Regions from separate parts of the Gossypium hirsutum genome. Here regions 1 and 2 are each linked to region 3. A link is a contact called in public Hi-C data. All regions are on one chromosome and are shown on one strand. Each heading gives the region's core, a stretch centred on a gene start, on an enhancer-like site or on the middle of the called end of the contact. The rest is flanking DNA. Distances are from core to core; before and after follow the strand shown.

What was found. A called contact is a pair of places that touch in the nucleus more often than the background predicts.
Region 1: a contact with region 3 is called in a Hi-C map of leaf, with 1.9 times the contacts expected there. The contact joins the promoter of LOC107934283 here to the promoter of LOC107962251 in region 3. A contact is called at or near these places in 2 of 34 Hi-C or Micro-C datasets (leaf and seedling).
Region 2: a Hi-C map of leaf shows a contact between it and region 3, with 3 times the contacts expected there. The contact joins the promoter of LOC107934288 here to the promoter of LOC107962251 in region 3. A contact is called at or near these places in 4 of 34 Hi-C or Micro-C datasets (leaf and petal).

What each region holds. Positions count from the first base shown.
Region 1 is chrA06:87,938,337-87,943,327 of Gossypium_hirsutum_v2.1, reverse strand. LOC107934283 (non-classical arabinogalactan protein 31) reads left to right here and starts at 2,345. Exons shown (of 2, transcript XM_041115756.1): 1 at 2,345-3,397; 2 at 3,925-4,375. The coding sequence starts at 2,713. The coding sequence ends at 4,220.
Region 2 is chrA06:87,976,643-87,981,067 of Gossypium_hirsutum_v2.1, reverse strand. It overlaps LOC107934288 (eukaryotic translation initiation factor 3 subunit D), which reads left to right and starts at 1,693. Exons shown (of 2, transcript XM_016866663.2): 1 at 1,693-3,554; 2 at 4,161-4,425. The coding sequence starts at 1,813. The coding sequence ends at 3,552.
Region 3 is chrA06:87,610,306-87,614,905 of Gossypium_hirsutum_v2.1, reverse strand. It overlaps LOC107962251 (VQ motif-containing protein 4), which reads left to right and starts at 2,852. Exons shown (of 1, transcript XM_016898570.2): 1 at 2,852-4,017. The coding sequence starts at 3,126. The coding sequence ends at 3,863.

The DNA.
Region 1 (4,991 bases), core at 1,096-3,595, 330 kb before region 3:
GAAGCTTTTGCTTATGTTAGACAACTTGAGTTCTTTGTTAGAGAGGCACCAGATCGAATGAAATCCATGAGCGCAGGGCTTTTCCTTACCACCATTTCAATGGGGTTCTTTGTGGGCAGTTTATTTGTGTATATCGTGGATCATGCGACTAAAAAGAGCTGGCTAAGGACCAATCTGAATAAATGAAAGTTAAATAACATTTACTGGTTATTTGCAGTGTTGGGATTTATAAATTTATTGGTCTTTCTTATCCTTGCATCAAGACATCAGTACAGAACGCATCTGCCTATTAAACCTGAGTCAAGAGAGGAGCTTAAGAGCTTGAACAATGAAATGATAGAAGACGTGGAGAAGAAGACAAGCATCCAATCATTGGAAAATATAGAGCCATAGAATTGGTGGAGGGGAGGGTTCTTTTAAATTTAATATTAATATTAATATTAATATAAAATATAAAATTATTATTATATTTTTAAAAATATTTATATATATTTAAATTTAATATTATATAAATTTAAAATATATATGTATTTTTAAAAAAAAAATTAGAATTAGGATGAATTAAAATCATTTGTAAAATTTGAGTATTAATTTTTTAAAACTAAAACTAAATTATATAATACCTAAAAGTTGGAAAATTAAATTTATTATTATATTAGTTTTTCAGTAGTCACATCATTCTCCTGTTAATACAATTAATAAAAATTGATAAAAAATAATCTCGATGAAATACTTAATTGGATGATAAATTGATAAAAAAAATACCCATAATTAAAAAACGTGTGATGTAGAACAAAATGGTTGTTTAATTAATAGAACCTCTAATCTATTTAAATCTTGTCCTTATAAAAAGTGAGAAGAAAGAACCGTTGGCCCAATATTTTGTTTGCATTCCCATGTCTATTTTTATCGTCACAAGAGTTTCCTTATTAGAGATAGCAACGTGGCGAAGGTGCAGTGGTTTTTTTTTCCTTCTTTTCCCCACACTGACTCCGCTCCCATTCCCATATGCTCTCTCTCAATGTAATTTGTTTTATTAATTTATTTGCCTTAATTTAATATATGAAACAATATTATAATAACCTATCCATTTGTCGAATGAGCCGAGAGTTCTTAATTTAATTGGTTCGATTGTTATTCTAATAATAATAAAATAAATAACTAAAAAATTTATAAAATAAAAATAAATTGTTTAAAAAATATAAAAATCAATTAAATTAGTAAAAAAATTTTATTTTGACTTTTAATTTTTACTAATTTCAAGTAATTCACTTAAAGATCGGTTCAATTCTTATTTTTGGGTTAATATACAAATAAGTTTCAGCCTATTTCAAATAACACTGAATATGAAAATATTAATTTCAATTGTAATAAAATTATAAAAATAAATTGTTATATAAAAATATAAATTTTTAATATTTTTAAGTAATTAATATAAATTGTTTATAAAATTTAATATTAATATATAAAACATATTTTAAATACTAAAAATATAACAATTACGCTTTCAAATGTATAATTGAAATTAATTTAAAAAATAAATAATTGTATACCCAAAATAAATCTTAAAAAAAAAAACTATACCAAGGTTAAAAATGTGACTTGGAAAATCTTTACAAAAGCAAAAGTGAGCACACTTTCAATTGATCTGTTTTGTTTTATATAATATTTTTTGATACAACTTTGAAACTTTTAAATCCGAGGAAACTCTCTTTTTTTTTTTATAATTACAACAATAGCAGTTGATTTAAGGTTGAACAAGCTTGTTGCAGGAAGAATTATAAAATTTTTTTAGGAGCTAAAATTAAATTGTAACTTATGTAATAGTAAAAATATAAATTTTAAAAAATTAAATTAAAATTTTATTATTTTTAAAGAGTTAAAATATAATTTTATTTTTGTTAATTTAAAATTTTAAAAAACTTGAATAAAATTTTTTTCATGAAATTCGGTACTGCCAGCCCAGCACCTGGCTTGCTGTATATAATATTATAAATATAGTTTAAAATAATAAACATTTATTTCTAGAAAATGAAAATGATATTGAACCATTATTGTGTTAGAAAAAGTTTAAAAAAAAAAAACCTTGAAAAGGACAATATTCTCATCCAAGGCAGCTCGGATTCCTATCATTTTACCCTAAAGACATCAACTTTATCTTCCTTTTATGTTCAACGTTCAAGCCTACTCTATGATTGCCCTAACCAAAGGAACAAGCTTCATAATTTTAGAGGCCTAATCTTTTATTTAATGGAATAAATCTAATTTTATAAAAGGGTCCACTACACGAAGTCCTTGGAAACTTCTACATTTTCTTGCACCGTATGTATGTATGGGTAGAATTTCCATTTTTCTTCTGCATGCATGTGCCATGCCCAAGTACTTGGCTACAAAATTAAAGCTAAATTGAATCAATCACTCAATATAATAATGTCCTGCTGAAAAACCATTCTAAATTGGTTTATGCATTTAAGGTCATGAACCCTATTTTCATAAGTGTAAATTTTATGGATTCTGATTAACCCGTACATTGAATAGATTTTTAATTACTATTAGGGCCCTAACCCCACTCCCTCACTCTATTGTAAAACAAGATTTTCATGATTAAAAACCGCAGAGAATCACGGCTTAACCCCTATAAATGCAGTTCTTAGAAGGACTTAACTTCACCACCTCTCTTCAAGTCTCTTACAGCTAAGCTTCAAGCAAAATATGGGGTTTGCAGTAGCAACTAAAGCTGCCTTGCTCCTGCACCTTTCCCTTTTCGTACTGAGTAGCTTCACGGTGTCTTCTCAGATCTTGCCTGAGGCTTTGCCTCCTCATTACCATGGAATTTCGCCTGTAGTGCCACCTGCTCACCCACCAAGCCACCACCACCACCATCACCATCCCCATCCGCATCCGCATCCGCATCCGCATCCGCATCCCCACCAGCCAACCCCTTCCCCTACTAAGCCCCCAACTCACCCACCTGTTTACCCCCCACCCAAAGCACCCAAGATTGCTCCAGTTTATCCACCACCCAAGTCACCAAGCAAGCCGCCAACTTACGCTCCTCCTCCCAAGTCACCCAGCAAGCCGCCAACTTACGCTCCTCCACCCAAGTCACCCAGCAAGCCGCCAACTTACGCTCCTCCGCCCAAGCCACCGACCAAGCCACCAACTTACGCCCCTCCACCCAAGCCACCAGTTTATCCTCCAACTAAGCCGCCAACTGCGCCCCCGACTAAGCCACCAGTGCATCCACCGACATATCCTCCACCATCGCCTTCTCCAGCTAAGCCGCCTACTTATCCTAAACCACAAAGGAGCCTAGTGGCTGTTCAGGGCGTTGTTTTTTGCAAGTCATGCAAATACGCTGGATCCAACACCCTGTTGGGAGCAAAACCTATTTTGGGTCAGTTTGAAACCTATCATTATACTTAAAAAAGAGATTAAAATTAACATCTTTTTCACTAAACAAAACCTTTAAGTGCAATGCTTGGTTATATTCATTTGCATCGAGAATCATTAGCCCTAGTACGTCTTTCTTTTTAATGGTATAATCATTTTGATTTAGGCATGCATGTGACTTTCATGTTTGTTTGAATGGGAAACTTGCATTTTAAATTTGAGTTCAGAGAGAGAGAGAGAGAGAGAAATGGTTTCTTGGATTTTAACTTACTCTGTGAGGTAACATCAATAGCTTGGCGTTTTATGAGTTAAAGCAGCAAACTTTACCTTTTTTCAACGTTAGAGCTCATACTTCTAGGTTTCTACAACATCAATGACTGGGCATGCATTGCATTGTCATGGAACCCTATGTTGAAACAAAAGGAAAAAACCCATTAGCTTCTTTTTCTTTTCCCGTTGCAGAGTTAATTAATTTAAAACTAACTCGAGTAGTACTGACTAGACTGAGCACATTGGTTTCGATTTTTACAGGCGCCACTGTAAAGCTGACATGCAAGAACACCAAATACAAGCAAGAGGCCACTGCGAAAACTGACAAGAATGGCTATTTCTTCCTGCAAGCACCAAAGACCGTCACCAGCTTTGGAGCCCACAAATGCACAGTGTCTCTAGTATCATCGCCAATGGCTAAATGCAGCAAACCATCTAATCTCCATGGTGGATTGAAGGGAGCTACCTTGAGGCCCGAGAAGCCATTTACTGCGAATAAGCTTCCGTTTATTCTATACACCGTTGGGCCATTTGCTTTCGAACCCAAATGCTACTAGAAACTTAGATTCCACTCTTTTCCTTTGTTGTTGCTCTTAATGTGTTACCAGTACTTACGAGTTCCCTAGCTTATTGTAATCGCATTTTGTTCAGTGTATTGCTTTGTGTGAAAATAGATTACAGACGAATAATCAATCGATTTCTACTTTGACTACATTATTTCTAGGAATCGTAATGATATCCATTAATTACGACGACCAGAACAAAGAAAAATAAGTGACCATGGGAAGGAGTGTGTTGTCTACCTAGTGGCAGACATATATGACTTTTTAAGATTTATAAATTGATTATTTATTGAAAAATGGAAGTACTCGTCAGCAGAACTAGGTTTGGCCTTTTGCTATATCCTTTCGGCCTATTGAGATTGATTGCTAATGTTACGAGAGTCATGTAAGTAAGTGTCCGTTTGTCAAGAAATCTTATGCAATGATGGGCTTTGGATATGGTGTGTCCCCATATTTTTGCTTTCGATTCGATGACGCCAAGTGAAAATTGCAGTATAAATAATGCCCGTCTTAACAGGGTCAAATGTATTTAGGCAAAATTATCTATTAGTTTCTTTTCACTGATGAAAGGCAACTCTGATCATGTTTGAAAAGGTTTTAGAGTATCAAAAGTAACATTATAATCCCATGACACATCTTAGAAAGGATTGTGGGAAACTAAAGATTCAGCTCTAGTTCATCCAAAAAGAAAAAAAGAGATTGTTCCAATTCCTGGGTTCTACAAAGACCAGCAGCAAAAGCTCCTGCCCCAATCTCTCAATGTTT
Region 2 (4,425 bases), core at 444-2,943, 370 kb before region 3:
ATATAGACTTAAACTTTCATAACTTAACATGCAGAGTCATAATACTTACCTTGACATGGAGTATCTACTAATAAAAATATAGAATTATAACTTCTAGCTTAAAGAAGAAAGAAATGTTTTTGGTTCCTTAAGAATAAGATAATAACACTTTAAAATAAGGAAGAAGAAAACTCCCTTTTTTTTTCAAGTATGAATACATATATATACAACCTATATCCTTGTTATGGAACTTGACATGTGTCACAATCTTTCAGAATTGTCCTTATTTTAGTCTACGACCTTTGAGAAGAACATAAATGATCATCCAATATATTTATTTATACCAAACTCATCTACTCAATTGATCCCTAACTAGAATGTTTACAACGTAACTAGCACAATAATTTCAACCAAACTTGGCGTACAATATCTTTGGTGTTAACCCAACTTGCAATTTCTTCAATACTTTTACCGAGCTCTTTCTCTTTACAACTCAACACATTTTAAGGTCATTATTTACCTAATATATCAAATTTTTTTATGCACCCATTCTATACGCCTAAAAGAAACTATTGGGGGGATAGAACTACGCCACATATATTACTCTCAGTCTATGCGCCAAAACTTAAGACCCGCCAAAATAGGGATGCTACAGTTTATATAGAAACCAAAGATAAGAAAGTGATGAAAGTACTGTAGACAAAGGAAAGAAAGTGATAAAAGTGTGAAAGGAATAGAAAAGTAGCAAAGGGAGTGAAATCTAGCTAAAAAGAGTGTACTGAAAGTGATCGTGTGGAAAGTGTTCGTGAGTGGCTTACCGAATCACATTGCATCAACACGGTAAGATGGAAAAGTATGAATTTCAATTTATGGACAATAATGTGGCATGTACTTATATAAGGAAGGTGTTAAATAGATAGTAAAATGCCTTGAAAACAAGTTCTGTTGAAGTGGGAATGTCTTGAAGATTGTATGGTTAATGATTAGTGATTGAACATGGATGAGTTACATGATGTTTTGAAGGATGTATTGAGGTATTTTAAAGATAATAATGGAACTTAAGTAATATATTAATATTGAAATGTGACATCTTTTGCTCGAGTTATTGATTTGACTCGTGTAAGAGATGTTACAATTGTTGATTCTATAAGAGTAGGGCCAAGTTGTATAACGAATCACATCCTAGTAGAGCACTATATGGTCTTACATTATACGATACCTATTTAGTGAAAGCCATATCAAGCTCCTCTGTATAACCCTCTTCGTTTTTAAGAAAACTCCAAGCACTTAACACACCGTTGAAACCCTACCTAACTTTTTACATCTTCTTTAATAGATTTTCGTGTACTAGTGTGAACCACATCCAACTATCGTCTCAACCTTGTTTAGTGCTTCTCGACACACCTTTGCGAACCATGTTCAACTATTGTCTAAATGTTGCATTGACAAAACTATTGCCATAACATTAAAAAAATTATTAATATAAGCCACTTACAAAGCTAAGCTCTTAATCTAAGTAATTAATATTTAAATTTTAATAGTAAAATGTTACTTAAAAATTAAATATAAAACCGCTTTTAAGTTTTGCATTAGTGCAAGCAGATTCTTTCCCACTTAAAATATATTTATATGAGTAGCACTCAGATAGTGGAGGCCCAATTAGAGATCCGAGTTCTCATATAAATCTAAACAAAGGGCCCAAATTCCTATGGTAAACCTGTCATTTAAGACAATCCCCTCCGCCGGTCTAGGGTTTTCTTTTATCTTCTTACACTGTTTTACTCTTTATACACTTCGGCTCCACTGCAAGAAAAATCTAGAGATCCGTCGACAATGGTAGGAGTTTTCGAAGTAGGCGCCGTTCCGTTTAATCCTGACGGCTGGGGTCCGCCCGACTCCACCACCGCCACCGCGCCGTCCACCACCACCACTCTCCCTCTTCACGTTCCTTTCGCTCCCTTCTCCCGCTCTGAAAAACTCGGCCGAATCGCCGACTTCACCCGATCTTTTGCAAATGCCAATCCATCTAACCGCCCTTCTTCAGGGAAGCCTGGCGCAGCCTCCTCAGAGTCCCCCTTCGATTTCTCGCTCGACCTCGATACTTTCCCTCTTGCAAACCCCGAAGACGATTCTTCCTTTCGTTTAGTCGACGCAAAGCCGCCTACTCGACCTAAATTTGGCCCCAAGTGGCGCTTCAACCAACACCGACCTCAACTTCCTCAACGGCGAGATGAAGAAGTTGAGGCCCGTAAAAGAGAAGCTGAAAAAGAACGAGCCCGACGTGACCGTCTTTATAATCTCAACCGATCGAACCAGAACCAGCAACGTCGTGAAGCTGCGATTTTCAAATCCTCCGTCGATATCCAACCAGAGTGGAACATGCTGGATCAAATCCCTTTCTCAACATTCTCCAAATTATCCTTTTCCGTTCCAGAACCTGAAGATTTACTTCTCTGCGGTGCTTTAGAGTATTACGATCGGTCCTTTGATCGAATTACCCCGAAGAACGAACGGAGACTCGAGAGGTTCAAGAACAGAAACTTCTTTAAAGTCACCACGACTGACGACCCGGTGATCCGAAGATTGGCAAATGAGGACAAAGCAACTGTTTTCGCCACTGATACGATTCTGGCAACGTTAATGTGTGCACCCAGGTCAGTTTATTCTTGGGACATTGTGATTCAACGTGTTGGGAATAAACTATTTTTCGACAAAAGAGATGGGTCACAGTTAGATTTGCTATCGGTCCACGAGACCTCTCAGGAGCCATTGCCTGAAGCTAAAGATGATATTAACTCTGCTTATTCATTGAGTGTTGAAGCAGCTTACATAAATCAGAATTTTTCACAGCAGGTTTTGGTTAGGGATGGGAATAAGGTTAGTTTTGATGAGCTGAACCCATTTGCCAATGAAGGTGATGAGGTGGCTTCTGTGGCATATCGGTATAGGAGGTGGAAACTTGATAATGATATGTATTTGATTGCACGGTGTGAGGTTCAGAGTGTTGTTGAGGTTAATAATCAAAAGTCTTTCCTCACTTTGAATGCGCTTAATGAGTTTGATCCCAAGTATTCTGGTGTTGATTGGAGGCAGAAGTTGGAAACACAAAGGGGGGCAGTCTTGGCTACCGAGTTGAAGAACAATGCGAATAAGTTGGCTAAATGGACTGCTCAATCAATTTTAGCTAGTGCCGATTTGATGAAATTGGGTTATGTTTCGAGGGTTCATCCTAGGGATCATTTTAACCATGTGATATTGGGTGTTGTTGGTTATAAGCCAAGGGATTTTGCTGCACAAATTAATCTGAATACTGCTAATATGTGGGGGATTGTGAAGTCCATTGTGGATTTGTGTATGAAGTTGAATGAGGGGAAATATGTGCTTGTGAAGGATCCATCAAAGCCTCAAGTTAGGATTTATGAGGTCCCAGCTGATGCTTTTGAGAATGATTACGTGGAAGAACCATTGCCAGAAGAGGAGCAGGTTCAGCCACCGACGGAGGATACTGAAGCTGGGGAGCCGAATGGCACTACAAATGATGTTGAGGCAAAAGAGACTGAGACACAAACTTAATGGTAATGGTTCCTTGGGATTTTTCTTAATATATTCCTCTGCATTTTGTGGTGTTCCACTAGACTATTATCTCAAAGACTTCCATGCAAGTTAATTTCCCTTATTCTTATGTTAGTACTTGGCATGTTGTATGGATCCAAATATTATTGAGTTAACCACAGTACCATATACTAGTATTTATAACTTGATTTTCTTTCTTCTTTTTTTTAATATACAAAGCGTTTGTAATCATATGAAACTTGGCTTTTCATGTTATCTTATCCTCCCTTAATGATGTTCAATTTTCTTTTCTATTTTACCATTGCTCATAAAATTTTAAGAGGTTAGAATTGTTTAGCCACTTCCCTACAACATTTTGTTCAATTTGAAATCCTTCAAATCTATATAGTTCATCTGGGGTTATATTGGAAATATCTTTTTGATTTGGTGGTATGTTGTATGGCATGCAAATTTCAAATTTCAAGAACTTTATTAGTTGCTTATGTATTGAAGCAATCATTTGTTTTGTGGAGCAACTCTTCGTTGTTGTACTTGCTATATTGTGTGGATGCTTTGTCTTTGATTGTCTGCTTGCTGTGTCAGTTGTGTCTTATGCTTGCGGTTTTCAGTGTTGATTGCTAGAGCTTATTGGTGATTAAGGAGGACAACAATCCAGGGGATGTTATCGCCTCAAAAGGACCACGTTTGAAGCTCAAAATTAGTTCACTGTATTTTTCTTTCTTAGCTATTTTTGTGAATCTGCAAGCCGACCTGGCAAACATGTGCGGGCAGATTCTGTAGGAGCATTTATTCAACTTTTGAAAGTGATTGATAAGTATGCTTTGAAGCTTACATGCTAGTCAAGAACTGTGATACCGAGTTTACAAGGCTTTT
Region 3 (4,600 bases), core at 1,603-4,102:
ATTCATCAAAACAGCCCCTAATACGAACTTTAACAAAATTACCATTTTGCCCCTAAACTTTCACATATTTACACTTTTGCCCCAAGGCTCGTAAATTAAACCTCATCCTATTTTCTTATGTTTTATGACATGCTGATCATTTTTCCCTTCTATGGCAACATCAAATTCACACTCTAACATGTACTTATGAATATTAGGTATTTTTACCGATTAAGCCCTTTTACTCATTTTCACTTAAAACCGAGTAGCACAAGTTGTCTAACATAATTTAAAACCTCATATTCTATCATAAAACACCAAAATACACAAATTTCACCTATGGGTATTTTTCCAAATATGAACCCTAGGTTGAATTATTGCTTGCATAAGCTAAATCGAGCTACCGGGATTTCAAAAACATAAAAATCATTAAAAACGGGGTTTGAAATCACTTACTATGAAGCTTGGAATTTGAAGAAACCCTAGCTATGGAGAGAGGTAAGATTCGGCCAAGGCTTGATGAAGATGAACACATTTTGGCCTTAATTTCTCTTTTAATTAATTTTAATTACAAAATGACTAAAATACCCTTAATACCTTTCTTTGAAAATTTTCATGTATAAGCCCGTTTTTGTCCAAAATTCTAGAAATTGGTCAAATTGATATTTAAGACCTCCTCATTAATATTCCAAAGCAATTTCATACTAAAAACTTTTAGAATACAAGTTTTGCAAATTATTCGATTTAGTCCCTAATTTCAACTTAAGCACTTTATGCATAGAATTTCGTCACGAAATTTTCACACAATCATGCGATCATATCATAAACTTCAAAATAATTATAAAATAATTATTTCTATATCAGATTTGTGGTCACGAAACTACTATTTCGATTAGGCCCTAATTCGGGATATTACAACTGATTACGAGATATTTGATGTTAAAGTTGGAATCTTGTTTGCCTTGATTATGTTAAATTTAACTTTGGTTGCCTTGCCTTGCATTTTGTAGGGTTTGTTTTATTAATGACTAGTATGTTATTTAAAAATATTTATTCAGTGTTTTTAGCATCGAAACTATTGGTGATCTTAATTTTTTAAATAATAATGTTAGTAAATTTTAAAATATTTTCATAATAAAAATGTAGTCAAAAGAATTAATGAATTTATTTTTATTTTAGTTCCTCAAATTTCTAGGTTTTATGCTTTACGGCTTAATAAATTTTTAATTGCTGCCCAATATATTTTATTGTATCATACTAAGTTTTAACTTATATCATTATTATTAAATACAAATAATATAATAATATGAATAAAGCTATGAAATATAAATTTTAATTCTTTAGACGTTCAGGGATAATCTCAATTTTTATGATTAAGGTTACAAACTATTTATATTGTAAACCTAAATATTATATGGTAGATCCTATTGATACAAATACAAAAAGTTTTCTTACATCATAGTGTGGGGTATAATATCATTGAAGAAAATGGAGCATAAAAAATAAAAGATTGGATGGTACTAATATGTTGCATACTTCATAGCTTCAGTTATAGTTATAGGTGAATTTGAGATTATCCATACTTCAAATATTACAAATTGTAATACTCTTCTAATAGTAAATTTTAACTTATTTTATTGTAATTCTTTAGATCTGTTTCGCCGATATAGTACAATTACATTGTAATTCTATATGTCACATTTGACAGGACAAATTGTAATTACACAATTATATAACTTGTATTTTTAAAATATAATAATTACTATAAAAAATATTGTCATGATAAAAAGAATTTCTAAAAAAAACAAAAATTCAAATTAAATTATCATATGTATTATGTTAGTCCAAAAAAGTAATTTAGAATACGATTTCTAATAAAAATAACAAGAAAAATAAACATCATATATAATTTTATCTAATTGTTCTAGTGTTTCATATTTGTTGGGTTATTCTGATTTTAATATTTAACATATGCTCCTTTTCATCAAATGTTGGTCATTGACCGAGTTTATCGTCATCTGATTTTGAATTTGTATAATTAAGATGATAAAAATCTCTTTATTCTATATATTATTTGAAGTATGGATCATTCCGAATCCACCTATGAATGACGCTATGAAGTATGCAACATGCTAGTACGATCCATCTTTTTTTGTTATGCTCCATTTTTTTAAAGAATATCATATCCCGCAATATGATGTAAGAAAAATTTTTGTATTTGTATCATTAAAATTTATCATAAAATATTTAAGTTTACAATGCAAATAGTCTGTAGCCTTAATAATAAAAAATTTATATAAACTTAATTTGAACAAAGAAATATGCTAGATTATAACATTTTCTTATAATATGTAAATTAAGTTAAAATAAGTCAAAATAATATAAAATTTATAATATATAACCTCTATAAAAAAAATTTATAAAGTATTGATAACTTTTGTAACACTTTTTATAAATAAATATTTTTCCCATAATTTTAGAAAATTATCTTTTTATAAATGTTATAATAAAAAAATATACACTTTTTTTATAAATAAATATATTATAACACTTTTATAATATATAAATTATTTTTTATAATAAACTTTTTATCATAATTTTAAAAATTTTAAATTTAAAAAATATATTTTTGTTTTTACTATATAAATTATTTTCAAGATATACCTTTTAGAATTTATAATATAATAAACCTTTTACCATAAACATTCAACACACTCATTCATGCTTATACTTATAATATAAAAATTTATAATTTAAATTTATATAAAAATATTTTTTTAAAATTAAAATTAAATATAAATTACCTTCCTAAGTAGTTCAATTCTGACCCTCCTTTAAAAGTTAAGTTACAATTCAATAAAACCCATAAATTCCAATAATTACCCAATCATATTATTCAAATATTTACATCCATATGCAGATTACTTTCCAAATACTACCTTGATAATTAAATAAATACACGGTTTAGACAAAACAAAAACGACAGCCGAACCCAAAAGCTCGCAATCCACCAAAACATTTCTTACCAAACCAAAACCTCTATATCCCTGTCTCCTCCATTTCCTTTCATTTTAACCTTTTTTCCCCTTTTCCCAAGCATCCAAACAGAAACAAGAAAATCAACACAAAAGAAAAGGTAGCCCTAAATGGAAACCACTACATGGCTGAGCCCAAATCCCAATTTCCTTCCTTCTCCCAAAACCCACAGTCCCAACAGCAGCATCAGCAGCAACACCACCGCCCCACCACCCCCGACTCCGCTGCCCCAGCAACCCAAACTCATCACCAGATCCGAATCCGCCAATCCTTACCCGACAACTTTCGTCCAAGCCGACACTTCGTCTTTCAAGCAAGTCGTCCAGATGCTCACCGGATCCTCCGAGGCCGCCAAGCTTGCTTCTTCCATTAACTCAACTTCCTCCCCTCACTCCGATCCCAACCTCAAAACCCACATCCCGCCGATCAAGTCCATCCCCAAAAATAAGCAAAACTCTGGGTTTAGACTTTACGAGCGAAGGAACTCTCTCAAGAACCTCAAGATCAACCCCTTGAACCCGGTTTTCAACTCTAACAATTCAGGATTTTCGCCCCGAAAACCCGAAATACTCTCCCCTAGCATTCTTGACTTCCCGTCTTTGACTCTTAGCCCGGTTACTCCCTTGATATCCGATCCCTTTGATCGATCTGGACCTGGAAACCACGCCGATTGTATTAATAATATCGCCAACTTAGACAAGGAAGCTGAAGAGAAAGCAATTAAAGAAAAGGGTTTTTATTTGCATCCATCGCCGGCCTCTACACCACGAGATACTGAGCCTAGGCTTCTCCCTCTTTTTCCAGTTACTTCACCTAGAGTTTCAGGTTCTTCTACTTCTTCAAACTAAGAAAAACAAATCATTTTTATTTTTGTCTTCTTTTGATGATGTTGTAAGATTTTTTTTATATATTGTTGGGCACTGAAGATGAGGAATGTTAAAAAAAGGGCCGAGAAATGATTTGTAATCTTGGATACTTCAAGAGGAAATCTTTGCTTTTTTACTTCTTCTGCGATGTTTGGATGCTGGGAAATTTTAAAAGTATGATTCTAGTTAAAAACAATTTATTTATCTTAGTCAAATGAGGAATTTAAATTTTGGTAATTTGAGAAATTAAAGTGATTATTGCGCAAATAGATGACTGATTTGAATTGGAATCAATGAGTGACTATTAATGGCCAAGAAAAAAAAGTGACTATTACTAGTTTTTCTTAATTTTCTTTTGGATGATGTGTTATAAGGAGGAATTTGTATTTTGAAAATATTTAATGCAGTATTTAAATGGTCCTTTTATGTATTATTTGGTATTTATAGTTTCATTAAATGCTTTACATGAGTTTTGATGCAGTGGTTGTTTATTTCCTCCTTTAACCTTAACGATGTTGTTGGGATTCACGCTCATACTAACGATCAATTGTTTATCTCTTTAAAGAGTATTCATGATGATAGAATTGATTATTATTACCGGTAATGGATAAAAAAATTATAAAAAGTCTAACATGGTATTTGTAGTTTGAAAATGTTGAATTGATGCCTAAATTATAAACCTATGTATTATTGTGGAATTTAATTTATGAAAATTTGAT